2 separate regions of the Sus scrofa genome follow, and region 1 is linked to region 2. The links are chromatin contacts, called in public Hi-C maps. All regions are on one chromosome and are shown on one strand. Each heading gives the region's core, a stretch centred on a gene start, on an enhancer-like site or on the middle of the called end of the contact. The rest is flanking DNA. Distances are from core to core; before and after follow the strand shown.

The links. A called contact is a pair of places that touch in the nucleus more often than the background predicts.
Region 1: a Hi-C map of liver shows a contact between it and region 2, with 1.7 times the contacts expected there. The contact joins two enhancer-like sites. A contact is called at or near these places in 1 of 5 promoter capture datasets (liver) and 4 of 47 Hi-C or Micro-C datasets (all in liver).

What each region holds. Positions count from the first base shown.
Region 1 is chr5:91,032,564-91,038,475 of Sscrofa11.1, reverse strand. All of the region lies in intron 2 of LOC102159120 (a long non-coding RNA gene), which reads right to left. Among named protein-coding and RNA genes, the nearest start is that of BTG1, 220 kb to the right of the region's middle. Within about 2 kb of position 3,530, at least 7 of the 83 cell types and tissues checked have an H3K27ac peak or open chromatin away from gene starts, as enhancers often do. A contact at or near this core is called in liver, where this site is marked.
Region 2 is chr5:90,884,820-90,891,432 of Sscrofa11.1, reverse strand. No RefSeq gene overlaps it. Among named protein-coding and RNA genes, the nearest start is that of BTG1, 73 kb to the right of the region's middle. Within about 2 kb of position 1,517, at least 22 of the 83 cell types and tissues checked have an H3K27ac peak or open chromatin away from gene starts, as enhancers often do. A contact at or near this core is called in liver, where this site is marked.

The DNA of each region.
Region 1 (5,912 bases), core at 2,281-4,780, 150 kb before region 2:
TAATTTATTTTTTGCCTGGTAAATTGGGTAGAACATAGATTGAGTAAAATTATACAAACCCTCCTGGCTTGCTGTTTTCTCATTTACTACTAGGTTGGTTTTCAATGCAATAGTTATTAATATTTCTAAACAGGTTTACAATTACATGACATTTTAATATCCTGACCCATGGATAAGAATTTAATAGATATACTTGCTATGCTTCTATCTCAATGGTCCTGAGCTGATGATGAAAAAAAACCACACCCTGAGAGCAAACTGTTCCTCATAAGAGTGGGATTAATGTTTCTGAGCACTATGGCTCCATTTTTCAAATTGCTTCTCCGTGGTATGTTACTGGGCAACCAAAGGGAAGTACATCGAATTGAAACACAAGAGAACAGACAATTAGAGTTGGTACTGGACAGATTTTAAGGATGCTCTCAAGACCAGAAGGGGAGTCAGCATGTTATTTATGAGTAATTTGCATAATCCATGAACCCAGGGCCACAGTAGCTTATAGACTCACAATTTACAGTATTTCTCATATCTGTTCCCACCACATCTATTAAGAACTTCACCCTAAGTTCCTCTCAAACTTGTATTCAAGTCCCAGGGAGTCATCTCATATGGCCCTCATGAGCAAAACTGCAAGGCTACCATATGTCCTTCACCATTTTCTCCTTTCTACCCAGCACAATCCAGGCATGTCTCCTAGGGGCAAGTGCTGTTTTCTGCAGCACTCATGTCTGAGTTGAAGGCACTGTCTTTAGTCCATGCAGCACCGCACACAACACTGCTGCTGATGTCTTAGAGATATCAGTGACGCAATGTCATAGATTTTAGCAAAACCACCATTAGATTTGTTTGTTTGTTTTAGTTTCTCATAAAATATACGATACATACAAGAGTATCATCTATAATTACTCTTATACAATAATACCTAAAATAATAAATAAAATAAGCCTCCTGTACCCACAATTCACCTTGAAAAATAAGATTTTTCTGTAGCTTTTAAGCTTTCCCTACATCCCTAAACCCTTTCCTTTGTTCCCATGTTAACAAACTTTATCCAAGACATACTATTTCAGGTGCTGTTAATTTTAAAAATGAAGAGACACCTTTGTGACTCTCCCCCCAGAAAAGGTTAGCTAGGGTAGAACTATAGGGGAGCTCCCGTTGGAACAGCTAGGATGTAGGTGTGCAGCTTGTCTGAAGCATGGATCCCATAGCACATGGCTATTAGAACAATGAGCCCAGGGCCAGCACACGAGTGGTGAAGCCAAGTCTGATATCCACAATGAGCCTAAAGCCTTAAGGCTAAAATGGTCCCAAGTTAAGGATATCTTGGCTTCTTGTAAAAACAGAGGCAGAAATAGAAGCAACTCCCTCTGGAAGAAAGATACATTCATTTAAGTCCATGGATGTCACACCAATTAAAATCAAAGTAAGTTCACAAGCTACGAAGAGTGAGTATCGACAGAAACAATAAATATAGCTATTGACACTTCCCCATTCAGGGACTGTAGATACTGGAAATATCGGGTTCAGAATACAAAACAGGTATGTATGATATGTTTAAAGAAATCCAGGACCCAAAAACTACAAATGCAAACAAGAATTATCTAATATTGTAAAGGATCTGAACCTGGAGGTTTTCATCTTTTTTGTGTGTGAGAATATTTTCAACTATTGTTTCAAAGTCAGTTGATCCTTTAGGAACATTCATGTTTCCGTATCCTTATGCATCAACTTCAGTAATTTCATTTTTCTTTGATATAATTGTTAGAGGTTTCCAAACTTATTGATATAAAGTTGTTCACATTTTCATCACATTTGATATCTTTGCTGTATCTTTAGCTACTTTTTAAAAAATGTCTAATGTTTCTTTTTTTTTCTCCCTTTTTATGACTCAAACTTCCCAGAGTTTTATTTTATTAGTTTTCTCAAAGACTCAAAATTTAGTTTTGTTGGTCTTCTACAGCCAATGTCTATGTCCAATTTTATATATGTCTTCTCTTCCCTCCACTATTTCTATCTTATACTTTTGGCTTATTCTGTTGCTATTTTCCAAAATTTTTCCACTGAATAATGTGCCAGGTTCAAAATTCTACACTCTACTTTGTGATGAAAATTCTGCAAACAACAAACAATTCTCTTTGTCAGAAAGTCTACCTTTTACCTCAATAGAAGGAACTAGTGAGAGGACTGGATGGCAGGTGAAGGGGCTGGTTTATTGACGCTTGTTGATTTATCCTACCAGGCCACCCTGCTTGCCTTTTATCCTGGCAGCAGAAGAATTAAAGCTTACAGCTTGCGGCTCACTGGGACACTCCCTCCACCCACCTCATTGTGCCTCCTCACAGCACCAACCATGCAGTGCTGATTCCTGATGTGTCAGAGTTGGGACAAAACAAGACCTCTCTGGATCTTCTGAAGTACCAGCACCAACTGGGCAGCCTCCCCTGTTCAGAGATTAGAGCCCCATTCTGTGAGTCCCTCCTCCAAGCCCCTGAGGTACCAGCAGCAGACAGTTAGGTGGCACCCTCTCTTCGAATTCCGAGTCCTAACTTTGTAGGCTCCTTCCAGGAAGCTTCTAAATTCTATTCATCTCAGCCTCTTCTTTTATTCTCTCCACCCCTAAGGATGGTAGCAACTTTTCCTAAAGATCCCTACTAATGTTCCCTTTGTTCCTTTTTAGTTCTCTAGCACTTGAATGACAAATTCCATGCATTAAATTCTTCCCATTGAGGGGAGACGGGACTAAGATGGTGGAATAGAAGGACTAGAGCTCAACTTCTCGTATAGAAACAACAAAATTACAACCAAAGGCTGAGCAACCTTCAGCCAAATGGACTGGAAACTTTCAAAAAGATATCCTACTCCAGAAGACAAAGAGGAGGCCACATCAAGAGGTAAGAGGGAAAATTACACAATATAAGCAACCCCATACCTCCCAGATGGGAAGCCCCACAGACTGGAAAGTAACTGTATCACAGAGACTCACATGCAGGAGTGAGAGTTCTGAGCCCCACGTCAAATCCCCATGCATGAGGATCTGGCACTGGGAGAAAGAGCCCCTGGAGCATGTGGCATTGAAGGCCAGTGGGGCTTGTGCTCCACAGGACTAGGGGAGACAGAGACCCCATTCTTGAAAGGTGCACACAGACTTTCACATGCGCTGGGTCCCAGGGCAGAGCAAAGGCACCATAGGAATCTGGGTCAGACCTGACTGCAGTACTTGGAGGATCTCCTGGGGAAACAGGGGGTGACTGTGGCTTGTTGTGGGGGAAGAGCATTGGAGGCAGAGTTCTCGGGAATATTCATCAGAATGTGTTTCTCTGGAGGGGGCCATTTTAGGAAAATCTGGCCCCACCTATCAGCGTTGAGAAGCCCCAGGCCAAACAATAATCCCAGGTGGGATCACACCCCACCCATCAGTAAACAGGCTGCCTAAACACCCCCAGGCACACAGCCACCTCTACTCTCACCCAGAGACTAGCCCCACCCACCAGAGGGATAGGAATTAGCCCCACCTACCAGTGGGCAAGGACCAGTCCCTCCCACCAGGAAGTCTACAGCAAGCTCCTGTACCAACTTCAGCCACAACGGGGACAGACATAAGAAGTGAGGCTACAACTCTATTGTCTGCAAAAAGGACACCACAGCAAAAACCTGTAAAAATGAAAAGGCAGAGAACCACAACTCAGATAAGGGAGAAAGGAAAAAACCCCAGAAAAACAGCTAAGCAAGGAGGAGGTTATTAGCCTCCAGGAAAAAGACTTTAGACTGTTGATGCTGAAAATGACGCAAGACATTGGAAATAAACTGGAGGCAAAGATTGATCATTTACAGGAAACACTGAGCAAAGAAATACAAGATATAAATTCTCCCTGTGTAGCACTGGGAACTCTGTCTGGTCAATTATGATGGAACACATAATGTGAGAAAAAAGAATGTATACATGTATGTGTAACTGGGTTACCATGTGTTGCAGTAGAAAGAAAATATATATAAAGAAATTAAAATTTAAAAAATAAATAAGTAAATTCTTCCTGTTGAAATACCAAGAGTGATTTGTTTCCCTGAATGAACCCCAACCAATTTAAATATTCAGCTTATTTATTTTCATTTTTTCTTATTCTAAACATTTAAAGATTGTCAGATTCTCTCTTGGTACATCTTCCTGTATAACAAAGAAGAATCTGGAAACTACATCTCCCAGAATAATTTTTTCTGTATATTCTGTATTTGAGTGTGGATTAGAGTTTCCTTCTCTAAGAAAAGGAGAGGTGATTACTAGAAGCATGGGCAAATATCTGATATAAAATTCACAGTAGCTTCTGGATGGATTCCCCCATTCCAGGGCTTCAGGCAGCTGAGATAATCAACAGGAGCTTCCTGAAGGTTTTTTAGATTCTTTGGGGCTTCTAAGAAAGCACTGGAGAAGCAACTGGAATTCTTCTTACAACTGCCTTTTTTTTTTTTTTTTTTTTTTTTCTTTTTACAGCTGCATCTATGGCATATGCAAGTTCCCAGGCTGAGGGTTGAATTGGCGCTGCAGCTGAGACCTACAGCACAGCCAAGGCAACACCAGATCCAAGTCATATCTGGAGCCTACAGCTCTACTTGCAGCAACACTGGATCCTTAACCCACTGAGAGAGGCCAGGGACTGAACCCACATCCTCACAGAAACTATGCTGCATCTTCAATCTGCTCAGCCACAATGGAAATTCCATGAAGTTTTTTTCTTTTATTATAATTGTTGGCTCATCCTCAGGCCACACTTAGTAATTCTTTAGGTTCATCTTTTGTTTCCCACTAAAATACAATCATTTAGAGATAAACTGATTAACATCTCTTACTTTTTCTTGACTAATTATTAGTGAAGGGATTTCCAAATGGCTATTGACAAGAAAGTCTACTGAATATCTAGATTATTTTGAGCATTTAGAAATCATATCAAAGAAAAATTATGAGCTCATTTTTCAAGATTACACATGCAATTTAAAATACACAAATTGGCTCCCCATATATTAGCGTGCAAATTTTTAAGCAGTAGATCTACACTGCAGCTGATCATCAGAATGGCCACAGGGGATTTTTTAAATAGACACACACTTGGGCCTTATTTCTGGAAGCTCTGTCTGCAGTTGGGTTCGGATTTCTATATACATTTTAAAGCTCTCTGGGTGAATTTAGATGACCAGCTATGAATTGGAAGCACTACTTTGTACTACCTTTTGGTGTATGTGTGCCAAATGGTAGGTTCTTGTTAAATCGTCTATTTTATACAGTAGTCTGTATATGTTATTCTCACCCTCCCAATTTCTACCTCCCCCGGTGGTTTCACCTATGGTAGCTGTAAGACTGGTTTTGAAATCTGTGAGTTTGTTTCTGTTTTATAAATAAGTTCTTTGATATCAGCTTTATTAGATTCCACATATAAATGATATATATTTGTCTTACTCTGTATGACTTACTTCACTTGGTATGATAATCTTTAGGTCCACCCGTCTTGCTCCAAATGGCATTATTTCATCTTTTTATGGCTGAGTAGTATTCCACTGTGTGTATATACCACTTCTTTATCCATTCCTCTGTCAATGACATTCAGGTTGCTTTCATGTCTTGGATATTGTAAAATTGTGCTGCAATGAACATTGGGAGTGCATGTATATTTTCAAATTACGTTTTTCTCCAAATAGATGCCCAGGAGTGGGATTTTTGGATCACACAGTAGCTCTGTATTTAGTTTTTTAAGGAACCGCCATACTGTTCTCCATAGTGGTGGCATCAATTTACATTCCCACCAACATGGAAGAGGGTTCCCTTTTCTCCACACCCTCTGCAGCATTTAATATTTGTAAACTTTTTGATGATTGCCATTCTGACTGGTATGAGGCAATAAATACCTCATTGTAAGTTTGAC
Region 2 (6,613 bases), core at 268-2,767:
AAATGTCAAGAAAAAAAAAGACTGCTCTAAAGAACAGATAGGTGTGTGTGTGATTACATGTATGCATTTATGCAAAATTATATATGGGTATGTGTATGAAAAATTATTAAAAGAATGAAAAGCTATTCCAAAAGCAAGCTCCAAACATGATAATAGTCATAACAATATGAAATCGAATACATATTGAACCCTTACTATTGACAGCCACCACCCTAAGCATGTGTTCTCTCATTAATCCTACAATGGAGACTATTAATACCTTTATTTTCTCCAAGAATCCAACTTACTCCTCCATAATCTGAAAGCCGAACACTTCATCGGCTTCTTTAGCAATCTAGGTTTGTTTTCTTTCGTGATCTTGGTTTGTTTTCTTTAGTGTCTGGATCTAGAAGATGGTACCATCAATAAAGCTATGGCTGCCCAACGCGCCAAGGTGGGTGTGCATCATCTGAATCAAGCTCAACATCAGCTTCTTCCATCACTCATTCATTCAACAAGGAACCACTGAACAATTCTGCACAGGGGTGGCCATGGTAGCCTCTGAGTCAATAGCTTAGGGTGGCTAACAATTCACACTGCCCTCGTGCATTCTGACCTCTCATTCTAAAACTAGATGGGAAAACTGCCTGACCTTACTTTGACAACCTCGTTGGGCAAGATTCCAACCCTTCCTGAAGGAAAGACAGCATTCAGTGACATAGCAATGCCACCTGATTCCAACTGAGCAATGGAACTAAACAGTGAAGGTCAAGGAAGCCGCAGAAGCAGCCTTCACTTAGCAGCCCAATGCTGGCACTTAGCAAACCATTTCTCCGCCTGTGTTTTAGAAAGTAGGGGTCGAGAGTTTCTTCTTCTATTTTCATATCTAATTGAGCATTCTTTAATCTCCAATCTTTTTTTTTCTTCCATGCCCACAGCATATGCAAGTTCCTGGACCAGCGATGGAACCTGAGCCACAGCAGTGACGACACCAGATCCTTAACCACTACACCACCAGGGAACTCTTGATCTCCAGTCTTGATGAAGGGATGCCAAGCACCAGAGCATCTACAAGGAAGACCTCGATGGTCAACCACTCCTGCTCCCCTCCATTTGTCCCCATTCTCCTCCAAAACCCACTGTGTGCAGCTCCTTAATAAGGTCACAGTGTTAAAATAGTGACTAGGAAAAAAAATAAAAAGTAAAGTATTAAAGTAGTGAATGGGATCCAGATAAGGCTGCAAAAGTTGTTAATCAATTTACTGAATACATAAACATCACTGAGAAAACTCAACGTATTGTCCCACTCCTTTGCATTTGGGTCCCAAATCCCGAAATACTGAATCTGTAAGTACACAAATGAAGAAGTGCTTTGTTGTCTCACAGTTTTGTCTGTCTGAGAGCCAAGACATTCAATCATGCTTGTGTGTTTTTGCAGGCCCCTCGCTTTCCCCTCTCGTCCTTCCTTTGGCTGCCTCTCACACCATTTTTGGCAAGGAACACCTGGAGCAGCCTGGAAAAGTTTCCATGCAGTCACTCCCTTTGGTTAATTATTAGCAGCTCTGGTAAAAGTCGCTGGTGGGGCTGCTGGAGGTTTTTTGTTTAACTATAGAGCTCACTCATTTGGAGATTTCCAAAATCTTGGCCTCCAAAGGCTTGAGATAACGTGGACAAAGGTAAAACACTGAACTGAGAAATGACGTCTATTTCCTTTTCTGGGATTAATTAGCTGAGGGATCCTGGTCAAAGGAGGAAAGGTAACTCAGAAAGTGACACATTAGAAACTCAGACGGTGTCCTCTCATTTAATTCTAACAACCTGTCACTTACACTGTTACCCTATTAGTATTTCCATTTTACAAAGTTAGAGCCTCCTGCAATTTATTTACCCAAGTTTCAGGTTCCTTACCTAAGAAAACAAGACATAAAAAAGGTCCTTCTAACTCTGTAAGCTCAGCAGGCAAAAATTTCTCTTATAATTGCCATATACCTTCTCCCTTTTCAATCTTGATTTCCCCGTAAACTCTGGGGGCAAATTAACAAAACTGTATTCTGCACATGAGATGCTAAAATAGCCATTCACCCGCTAGCATCAAGAGAACACGGCCCTTTTTCTCCTGAAGCTATTGCTACACCCCGGTTTACATTGCTCAGTTCCGTCAGTTTAGAGCACATGAAAAAGCAGAACTGGGCTGGCTGGTTCACGCTGCTGGTGAACTTTGTGCCTCAACTGTATCGTAACCCCAAAGTTTACTCAACTCCACCTGGCAGTTCAGCTCCTTGAGATAAAGCAGCTTTTCTCTGGAGGAAACCAATAGCAGTTTATCTTTATGCTCCCCTGCTGGCAGACAGCTGGTTGGGCATCTAATAGACAGTCATCTGCCAGTGAAAGGTAACAAAGCACACACATACACACACACAAAATAAAACACAAAACACACATACAAAACAAACAAACAAAAACCAAGAGAAACATAAAAGGAGTCTTGCCACATCAGAGGAGTCAAAACCAATACCTTGTTTAGGGAGCCTTGTTTAGGACCCAAGTAAAGTCTTCTTTTGGGAAACTATATTTGTGTGTGTGTGTCTGTCTATCTGTCTGTCTGTGTGTAGATGCATGCGTATGCTTTAGGATTATGTGGATACATGCACGGGAGGGGGATGGGGAACTTTGAGTAAAAGAAAAGGGTCCTAGAAAAACAGCTAGTGAGAATCCGAAAGCAATTCCGATTTTCTACACTCCAAAGTACTATAAGTTTGGGGAGTGTCCATTGTGGTGCAGCGGAAACGAATCTGACTAGGAGCCAAAGTACTATAAGGTTTGGATCAATTTCTCAGGCTCGAAATGGAATGTTTCATTTTGTTCATCTTTTCCAAAACCATGTGTGTCATTCTCTTGGAGAAAATTATACTGATAGCAAGAAAGCAATAAAAAGAATTTTATATATATATATATATATATATATAGGAAAACATACAATGCAAGACACGTGGGCGAGAGCAGCCTATGCACTGGTGATCTGGTGGTGATGCTCGGCGACAGGTAACATTCATGCTGCAATTTATAAAACCACCCGAAACCTCCATATTCACGTTTGAAACATGGAAAAGGACAATGGGCTTTTCTACTTAGTGTTATGAGCTGAACTGTCCCCTTCCACAGATTCTGAAGTCCTAGCCCCAGGTACTGGTGAATGTACCTTATCTGGAAACACAATCTACAGATGAGAGTTAAGATGAGGTCATACGTTGAGCTCTACTCCAATAGGACCGGGTCCTTATAAAAGGGGAGGAACTTGGACACAGTGACATATACGTACACAGGGAAAAGACCATGTGAACATGAAGACAGAAATCAGGGTGAAGCAATCACAAGCCAAGGAGGACTAAATATTACTAGCAAATCCTCAGAAACTAGGAGACAGGTTTGGAACAGATTCTCCTATATAGTCCTCAGAAGGAACTAAGCCTCCTGACACCTTCCCCTTGGACATCCAGCTTCCAGGTCTGGGGTTTAAGCCAAGCACTTTGCGACACTTTATCATGGCAGCCCGAGCAAATGGATACACTTAGGTGTTCTCAACTTCATCTCCTGAAACCGCACACCCTTCCTCTGACACCTTTATCTGCACAGCATCTCCAAAGGAGAGAAAAGAAATATTTGGGAACTGGGTTTTTCCCCCATCCTCCTCTTCTTCTTGAATCCAGTGTTTACTCATTTCCAAAGAGGTTGAAGCTTCCAACATAACTATAAGAGGCTAATTCTGCCCATGAGCCAAGTAGAGAGAAAAATAAAGAATATTGATCTAGGAACTTTTCTCCCCCAAAAGCTTGAGCTAAGGACTCTTGTGCATGGATGAAACAGCAGCAGTCAAAGAAAAGGTGAGCAAAACCAGGATTCGCCTCTAAAGGGAGCGATTTAATTTCAATTCAAATCTGAGGTCAAATAAGCTAGTTAGATTCAGATATTCTGTTTGCAACACATACTTCAAGACTGCAGTACTGACTTGAGCTATATATACATTCAGACAAATTTGGGTTCCCTGTTTCGTTGCTGTTGTTGCTTCCTAGAGAGTAGTGGATAGATCCTAATACTTAGAACTAGGTTGGAGTTATCTGTTACCTTAAAACAATAGCCAAATGACTAGCTGGCATTTGGAAAATATATTTTTGTACTAATTTAGAAAGGGGAGTGGATTCAAGCAGCAGAGGGGTGAACAGATGGCAATGCATGCTGGGAGTTCCTGGCAAGGAGTCAGTCACTAGATGGGGTGGTTGAATGAAACACTTTTGTATCCAGGTTGCAGGAGATACAGGAAGCTCTGACTAGATTTGGCAGCTTCTAATGCAAAATGTAATAAAGGGGAATAAATGTGATTATAAACAAATGACAATTTATTTTTCATATCTCTGATCAGTTCCCTCAGAGAATTTTCCTGCAAGGGTTTAGCCTCTTAAATCACTTTTCTAAGAGAGGAGGAGGTTCAAATGAGACAGTGGGGCTTCAACTGATCCATATCAATAAGCTTTGAAAAGATGGCAGAAGTCTAAGAAAAACTCCCAAACACAAAGAAGATCTGTTCTTTCTAGCTATGACAAAAATCACAAAAAAATGTCGAATAAGATGACATTAATAAAAGGTTAGGATCTTGATCTGTCAGTAAGAAAACCAGAGGCTCTCAACTGTTCTGGAAAAAGGAAGCTATCACTCTTTGTGATGAGGTTTCTTCTGCCAGGTAACACAGGCAATTGATAAGCAAGTTTTGCCACTTGGCTGGTCACTCCGAGCATATGTCTGACAGGGACACTTCAAAGATAGGTATTGCTTCTGAACCTAGACAGTTGAAAACATTCTTCCTTGACCAGTTTTGAACCACACTTCCTTACTCACTATGGGTCAGTTTGGCTGGGCCATGATAACCAAATATGTGCTCACACATTATTTTGAATTTTTCTGTAATGGTGTCTTTGAATGAGAGGAACATTTAAAATGGTGGATTTTAAGCAAACCAGATTGCCCTTATAATGCTGGTGGGCCTCATCTAATCAGTCGAAGGCCTGAATAGAAAAAGACTGCAAGAGGGAATTCTGACAACAGACAGCCTTTGGACTTCATCTGAAACAATGGACCGCCAGCCTGCCAGCCCACTGTGCAGATTTTAGATTTGCTCTCCTTCATAATTGCATGGGCCAGTTCCTTAAAATAAATCTCTTTGTGCATGTATACACACTGTGCTGGTTCTGTTTTCTCTGGAGACCCTGACTAATACACTCACTTAAAGATCTGTCCCCAGAAGCTGTCTAATAAACCTTCTAGCAGATTCCAAAGATAATTTAAATTCCGTTTGAATAATGCTTAAGGGTCAGCTGCAACAGACAGTGGTATAATGACATACATACATTTCAAGTAAGCAAGATGTTTTAGTGAGGCTTTAAAACATCAGTTCAATTTTCAAGGGAAAGACGAATGGTCTACTGATTTTCTCTGGGGTCATCATGTGGCTGCACCCACAGAGAACATTTCCACAATGTCTATCCACTCCATATTTGTCATCCATCTCCCAGTAGAATGCCTGGCATGTAGCAGCTGATCAATGAAGGGACGGAATTGAATTCTGAAATGGTATGTGCTGAGTAAGTGGCCTCCACCCTCTTCTTCTGGTATTTACCAATCGCATTCCCAGAAACCAGGTAACCGCAGCAGAAAAAAATATTTAACACATACTGAGCAATCACTATATGCTAGACCTTGTTAATAATCAAATGCACCACTTTACTTTCCCTCAGAGTAACTTCATAAAGTAAGGACTTGTATTATCTCCATTTGACAGATAAAGAAACAAAGACATAGAAATCAAGTAATTAAGTAATTTGCCAAGGTCTCACACACATATTAAGTCACACACCCAGTAAGATGTAGAGCTAGGATTTGAACTCGTAATGGATCTAGAAGATGAGCAAGTCTCCAGAAGCCCGTAACCTACTCTGTGTGCTGAAACACTGGAACCTGGTGAGAGGGATTAAATTCATGCTAAGAAGAAGAATTACAAGAGCCTTGATTCAGCATTTAGTGCGGATTGGGTAATCCTGTGTTGTATGGGACTGTCCAGGGCACTGTCAGGTGTTCAGTGACATCTCAGGCCTCTACTCACTGGATACCCCATCTCTCAAGTTGTGGCTCAAAATTATCTTCAAACATTGCCAGATGTATGTTTGGGGTGAGGAAAGACCACCCCAGTTGACAATCACTGGCTTAATGTACCAGAACTCATCAGCCTCTAGTGAAGCATTTTTATCTAAACCCAGTGTAATTACAACATCACTCCATATAGGTATTTACACAAGTTCCTCCAACAATTTTATTCAACATTTCCCTAAGGATAGTGTGTGCAGCTGTCCTTAAAGATGAGATTTTTCTAGGAGTTCCCTTGAGGCTCAGTGGGCTAAGGATCACTGCAGTGGCTCCAGTCTCTGCTATGTGTGAGTTTGATCCCTGGCCTGGGAACTTCCACATGCCACAGGCAGGGACAAAAAAGAAAGAAAACAAAAGAGCTTTTTTTTTTTTTTCCTAAAAGTGGGTAGAGCTAAGAGGGGAGGTGAAATAGCAAAATTGCAAACAAGGACACAAGGGGAAT